Regions from separate parts of the Rattus norvegicus genome. Here region 2 is linked to region 1. A link is a contact called in public Hi-C data. All regions are on one chromosome and are shown on one strand. Each heading gives the region's core, a stretch centred on a gene start, on an enhancer-like site or on the middle of the called end of the contact. The rest is flanking DNA. Distances are from core to core; before and after follow the strand shown. Region 1 overlaps Manba (mannosidase beta). Region 2 overlaps LOC134485974 (a long non-coding RNA gene).

Region 1 (3,410 bases), core at 270-2,769:
CCAGTCACAATGAGGGCACCCACAGCATGGCTCTGAAACCTGTGGCCCGGGGGATATTAAGGAAGAGGTGGTGGCAAAACTGTAAGAGCTAGAAGATCGGCAAGTCCGCTGGGACCCTGTATCCATGAGACCATGACAGTGACAATATGGCGCCCTAAACAAGACCTAGACAATGAAAGACCAATAGGTGTGAGTGGGAACATTTTCACAGGGTCCCCACCCCTAAGCAAAGGACAACAGCCTTCGAGGGACTGCAGAGAGAGGGAGAATTCACCTTCCCCAGGAAAGAGATCATAACTGGATGAAGGACACCGAGTGCTCAGCCCTGAAATCATGTACACAAAAGCAGAGTTAAACAGACGCAGCAAGCTGTACCTATGTGTTTATGCATTTTTATATGCACACATACAACGATGATCAAGGAAAAAGGAGCCATAGATTTTAAAGGGAGTAAGAGGGGAACAGGGTAGGGCTGGAGAGAGAAAACACAGGAGGAGGGAAATGATGTAATTATATTGTAATTAAAATAAATAAATATTAAGAAAAAGCAAGACGAACAACTAGAGTTCTCCCTGGCACCTATGCCTGTCTAAACTCACCGCTTAACTGTCAGATTTTCATATCTGAAATGAAACCGATCCCAAGGAGCCTCACAGAACATTTGTAAACACATAGATAGGTTCGGATCTTCTGCTGGCCGTGTGGGGTGTGCTGGCTAGTTTTATGGCAACTTGACCTAAGCTAAGTCATCTGACAGGAGGAAACCTCAATTGACAAGGCGCCTCAGTAAGACTAACTTATACAGACAAGAAAGTAGGGCATTTTCTTAATTAGTGAGTATGTGGGAGGGCCCGGCCCATTGTGGCTGGTTCCATCCCTGGGCTGGTGGTCCTGGGTTCTACAAAAACGTGGGCTGAGCAAGCCAGTAAGCAGCACCCCTCCACGGCCTCTGCATCAGCTCCTGCCTCCGGGTTCCTGCCCTGCTTGAGTTCCCGCTCTCACTGCTTTTGATGATGAACTGTTACATGGAACCGTGAGTGAAATAAACCCTTTCCTCCCCAAGATGCTTTTGGTCGTGGTGTTTCACTGCAACAATGATAACCCTAAGTAAGACAGCAGGCAAGGAGAGAGCAAAATATTCAACACCCCCATCAAGCTTCAAATCACTCGGTTCCCTCAGCCAATGAGGATTTTCACTGACTCAGAAAGTGCGAGTGACACCCTGTGACTCAGGCTGGGATACATCAACACACAGCACAGTAATGGATCCTACTCGTGATGCTCACAAACGAGCAAGGAAGTTGGGCACCGGAGGAATAATACATGCATGGTGAGCTTTATAACGGAAATAGGGAGCTAGAAGCAGGGAGGCAGGGTCAAGTATCTACACAAGTTTTCCGAAGAAAAGAAAGCAGAAGAAAAAACTTTTAAGCTGAGGATGTGACTCAGTGGTGGAGCGCTTGCTTAAGTATACACAAGGCCCTGAGTTCCTCCACAGGACAAAAAGTAAGATGCTTCTCTTGCGCATGCGCAGGGAGGGGGGCCTCTTTCTTCCACGTTGAAAGGAAGTGGAAGGGCTCTGTCAGAGGAAATGCGTGTGCAAATACCATCAGGATGCAGCCTGCTTCAAACAGGAGGAGGTGGGGCGAAGACTGAGCTAGGAGCCTTGGGCATTAGCCTACTGCTGGTGCCAAGCTGTTGAAAATGATAAACTTTGAAAAGCATAACTAGTCCTATCAGTTGGTATGGACTTCCTCAGTTCGTGTGGACTCGGAAGTCCGTTTCTGTTTTACGTAAAGGGATGCTGTGGTTATTTTTGTCCGAGGAGACCATGCCAGCTGCACCATGGATAACTAGTTGAAAGAAAGCCAATGGAGTTGTGGGAATGCCAGTTGGGTGACTAGGGCAACATGCTGTGCAAGAAGTGACAGGACCCAGATTCAAAGAACAAAGGTTGCCTAGAAAATGGCAGGAACTAGAATGTGGGGCCCTGTTGGAGTGAACAGATCACTGATGCCATGCCCTTGAGGGTACCCCCAATCTCAGTCACTCCCTCGGTATCCCTCTGCTTCCAGGATGCCATGACGAAAGCAGCTTTGTCCTGCACTCCCTTCTGCCTTGATGTTCTACCTCACCGCAGGCGCGCAGAGCCAGACAGCACCGACTGAACTCCTTTGAAACTGAAAACCAAAAGAGATGCTCCGCCCCCAGCCAATCTGTTCCACTCAGCATGTTGCCATGGTGATGAGTAGGTGACTGACAAGATGGGAGGAGGGGAGTAGAAAAGATGGAGGCGACCATCGTGCCGAGCAGAGAAGGAAGCAGAGACAAGAGAGGATTTACATTGATGTGGAAAATATAGAAGGGCCAAACACTTGATGAAGAAGAGCAACATTTTCTTCTTAAAAACTAAATGTCTTCCAGAGCTCTGGAATCAGAGGCAGGAAGATCTCTATGAGTTCAAAGCCAGCCTGGTCTACAGGATGAGTTCTAGGCTAGCCAGGGCTACTAGTGAGACACTGCCTCAAAAACAAAACAAAAAATAAAATCAACCAAACAAAACCTAAACGTTACATACAATTATAATGCAATAATTACATAGTAGTATATGTTCAAGGACTGTAGAAGAGAATAAACCTCAAGGAAAAATCATTTGTGGGTTATACCTTCCCATTCTGCCGTTTAAGATCCTAGCAGTAAAATATGAGAACATCTCAGAAAAAAATTTTTTTTCTTTTTCTTTTTGTTTTAGCGGGGGTGGTGTGGGATGTTTCTCTGTGTAGCTCTGGCTGTCCTGGAACTCACTCTGTAGACCAGGCTGGCCTTGAACTCATGCAGATCTACCTCCTCTGCCTCCCAAATGCTAGAGTTGAGGTGTGTATGACAACACACACCTGAGAACATATTTCTTTCCAGCAGGATGCTACTCACAGGAATCACTAATAAGTTTTCACATCTGGTAACAGCTTTGATAAATATAAATGTTATAAATTAACTTACAGAAATGGGACTGTAACTCAGTTGGAAGAGTTAGCCCGGGGCTCTGCCTAACATACACCGAGCCTTGGGTTTTCTCCTCAGGACCTCATAAAACCAGGCATGATTGTGCCCACCTTAAACTCTGCACTCTGCAGAGAGATGGGGGCGGATTGGAAATTGGAGGTCATCCTCGGCTACATAGCAAGTTTGAAACCCACCAGGGCTGGAGGAGTCCCTGCCTGAAATAATAATACAATAATTTATAAAGTCCTATTATCCGCCAGCCATGGTGGTTCATGCCAGTAATCCCGAGACTTGGGAGGCTAAACCAAGAGATTGCCTCTTTTAACAACATAGTAAGTTCTAGGCCAACCTAGGATATAACATCAAGGTCTGTTATCCACTGTGTGTGTGTGTGTGTGTGTGTGTGT
Region 2 (3,669 bases), core at 538-3,037, 220 kb before region 1:
TTATATTATATATTATACAATAATATATTGTAATATATTATAACATAATATATTCATATGTTATATTATTATATGTGTTATACTTTTATATTATGATATTATATATAATCCTATAAGCACATAAATACACAATATAACACTTAATACATAATGCATTATGATATTTGCAGCATATGTATTAAGCATAAACATATTGTATATAAATAACATGTATAATATAATATACTGTGATATATGCATTATTTATTATATTAGACATCATGTATATTATAATTATATAGCTTTATTAAATTTATTCTTTAAGAATGTCATACATGTATCTAATACAGTCTGCTTCCACTCATCCCACATCTGCTGTTACCTCCCACCTTACCCTGTCAACACGCCCCTCCTCCCTGCACGTTCACTTCCCATATTCCTGTCTTTTCACTCTGTTTTTTGTGACTCACTAGGCTTAACCACGGATGTCTGTGTGGCAATGGGCCCGTCTGAGCCTGGTTCGGCCCATCAGTGGGTACACAAATGCAGTATAGGCCTCCCCTCTCCCAAAATCCATCAGCAGCCAACAGTTTAGCAGAGAAAGCTGGCACTGGTGAGCTGGTCCCCACCCATAGTTGACTGGTGACAGGTGCCATCTTGTGTAGGCCTAGTGAAAGGAAACACAAATACTGTGAGTTGGTGGTTGCAATGGTTGTGTCATGGCCAGAAGACGCCATTTCTTCACGCCCTCTCCATTATCTTTAAGCTCTTCATCCTCCTTTTCCTCTGCTCCCTGACCCCTAGCGGACAGGACATACACGTCATGTTTAGCGTGAAGCACTGAATCGCCGTTTACCCTCAGCATCTCGAGCAGCCATGAGTTTGTATTCACCACTGTTCATCGCAGAGAGAAGCAACTCCAACTAAGGCTTAAAGTGGCATTTGTCTACGGGATGAGCATAAATATTTAGGGAGTGTTTGCTGCCTCATCAGTTTAACTAAACAACAGTAGGGGCTTCAACATTCCTCACACACTCCTTGCTGAGGCCGCAGAAGCTGGTCTCCAAGCTGGACTCTGCTCAATACCTTGTACAAAGTCCATGTATGCTTATTGCAACGTCTGTATTCATGCTTAAGCTCAAACACGATTTCATATGTAAACTGAAGATATTAAAGAAGGCTAGCAATATGTTATCTACTCTATTGACACTTTTAAGTGTATTGTACACCGGGCCTTATGGGGGTTACTAACCACTCAGTGGTAACCATTCTGGGCAATTCTGGACCGTTCTCCCTCTCCAGAGAGCAGCAGGCGTGTGGATTAAGAATTTCCCATATTTATAATTCAAAAAAGTCAACCATGTTCCTTGCCTCCCCCTCCTCCCCCCAGCCCCGATGTATTTCCTAGGAGTTCTGCAGTTCAGACCTTTGAAAACAGCTGGCAACTTTACCCAGTAAAGTGACGTTGGTCTATTTTGTGTGAGCTAGTGAGGTTTTAAAGGTGTTCATACGCATGGCATAGTTTGTGGGCAGCTACACTACTGAGAATGTAGTTGGATCGTTTTAATTAAAATTAAAGCAAACGTGCTTGGTAATGAGTCAGCAAACCTTTCACCAAGATTTGACATAGCAGGGGGCTCTATGGCTGCCAGGGCTTTTGACTCAACGGTCTGCATCAAAGAGTAGACCTTTCTCTTTTTCTCTCATGTGCATCAGCTAGTGTTCTGGCTGCCTATTAAACCACCAGCGAGTTTCAAATTTCATCAGACTGGACTTTCCACTGGCCTTTAACTGGCTGAGTAGGAGCAGGAACGGAGAGCAAATGTCTGAAAAGCGTATTCGCGAATAGCATGTGAGTCACTTTCATTAAGCGGAGCTCGCCTCTTCAAACAGTACCAGGAGGGGGCAGCATACATCGCAGCTTGCAGACCTGCATCAAAGCAAAGGTTCTTAGGAAGAAGTCAGCCGCAGAGCCAGAAGCCTGGTGACACCGACACCGGGAAGCCAACAGAAGGCAAAGAAGGCACTGGAACAATATAGTTTTGTTCCTGAAAGTGAAACACCCCTGGTGCTATTGATGTCCTTTTAAATCTTCGGATATCAACTTTCAGGGATATACAGAAGTCACTGCCATTTGCAGAGAGAGAGAGAGAGAGAGAGAGAGAGAGAGAGAGAGAGAGAGAGAATCGCAAAGGAAGACCTAGACTCTGGTTGAGGTACAGATGACTAAGGTATAACCATGGAAATGTATTCACAAACAACTGGCTTCACACATATTGTCAGAGGTTTGCCATCTGCAGGGTGTGAACATTTACTAACTAGTTCTTCCCTTTCTTAACTCATTCTCCCTAACTAGAAATCTTTGCCCTGGCACAACTGTTTCCCGGCCACCCCCTGAAAGCTCTATTTTTAATTACCTTACTTTCCTCATAGAAAAAAAATAGTATATTTTAAAGGCACTCGCCAAAAATACCTGGGAGGAGATCTCAGACAAAGCTGTCAGAGAAGTGGTCAAAAATGTAGCGGGTCTTGGGCCTGAAATAACTCTTAACTCATCAGACAAGAGCATGTGTTGCTCTTATTGGAGACTATGGTTGGACTCCGAGAGCCACATGGCAGCCCACAACCATCTGAAACTCCAGTTCCAGTGGATTCCATGTCCTCTTCTGACCCGCTTGGGCATCACACACCCATGTGGTGAGTGTACATACATGCACACAAAACACTCATACACATAAATAGTGAAATAAATATTTTCTAAAGGGGGCAGGGGTAAAGTGTTCCTTTCTAGCCATGGTGTCATAGGAACAACATAGTACTGGTTGGTTGTATGTCAATTTTATCACAGGCTTGAGTCACAGAGACAAGAGAGCCTCAATAGGAAAGAGAATGCCTCCATAAAACCTGACTTTAGGTTAAGACTACAGAGCATTTTCTTAATTAGAAATTGATGTGGGAGGACCCAGCACACTTTAGGTGGTTCTATCCAGGGCTGGTGGTCCTAAGAAAGCAAACTGAGCAAGCCACGAGGAGCAAGCCAGTAAGCAGCACCCTTCCGTGGCTTCTGCATCAGCTCCTGCCTCCAGGTTCTCGCTGCTTTTGGTAATGAACTGTTGTATGGAACTGTGAGTGGAATAAACCTTTGCTTCCCCAAGTTGCTTGGTCATGGTGTTTCAAGACAGCAACAGTAACCCTAACTCAGACAAACATGTTACAAATGTAATAAACAGAGCAAATGGGATGTTTCTTGTCAACCTAGCCCCGGTGCTCATTGTAAAACCTTCTGTGTTATCATTAAGGGGTCTCCTATGCAGTAAAGTATTCACATTTCAACTGGTTAAAACTGTGAACAGTTAGAATAAAGTTTTCTTTTCTTTTTTTTTTCTTTTGTTAGGAGCTGGGGACCGAACCCAGGGCCTTGCGATTGCTAGGCAAGCGCTCTACCACTGAGCTAAATCCCCAACCCCAGAATAAAATTTTCTTAATTTTAAAAATATCATTTACATTTGATGTGTGCTGATGTGCTCAGAGTTTTTGCGATATGTCGAGTGAAAGCCCCCACTGCCCTTCTTTTCCTATAAAAGTAATAGTATTATTGGAAACATTCTTAATACCTTAGAAACCAAAATTTCTTCTAACTCAATGTCTCCTTTGTGCACCTTGCCAATTCTTCCCCTAAAATGAACTAAA

Evidence for each region. A called contact is a pair of places that touch in the nucleus more often than the background predicts.
Region 2: a Hi-C map of liver shows a contact between it and region 1, with 2.5 times the contacts expected there. The contact joins two enhancer-like sites. A contact is called at or near these places in 4 of 12 Hi-C or Micro-C datasets (hepatocytes, liver and mammary epithelial cells).

The regions. Positions count from the first base shown.
Region 1 is chr2:226,605,915-226,609,324 of GRCr8, reverse strand. The region is part of intron 4 of Manba (mannosidase beta); the gene reads right to left. Among named protein-coding and RNA genes, the nearest start is that of Manba, 24 kb to the right of the region's middle. Within about 2 kb of position 1,519, at least 43 of the 93 cell types and tissues checked have an H3K27ac peak or open chromatin away from gene starts, as enhancers often do.
Region 2 is chr2:226,824,554-226,828,222 of GRCr8, reverse strand. LOC134485974 (a long non-coding RNA gene) reads right to left here. Exons shown (of 2, transcript XR_010064450.1): 2 at 329-646. Among named protein-coding and RNA genes, the nearest start is that of Nfkb1, 21 kb to the right of the region's middle. Within about 2 kb of position 1,787, at least 19 of the 93 cell types and tissues checked have an H3K27ac peak or open chromatin away from gene starts, as enhancers often do.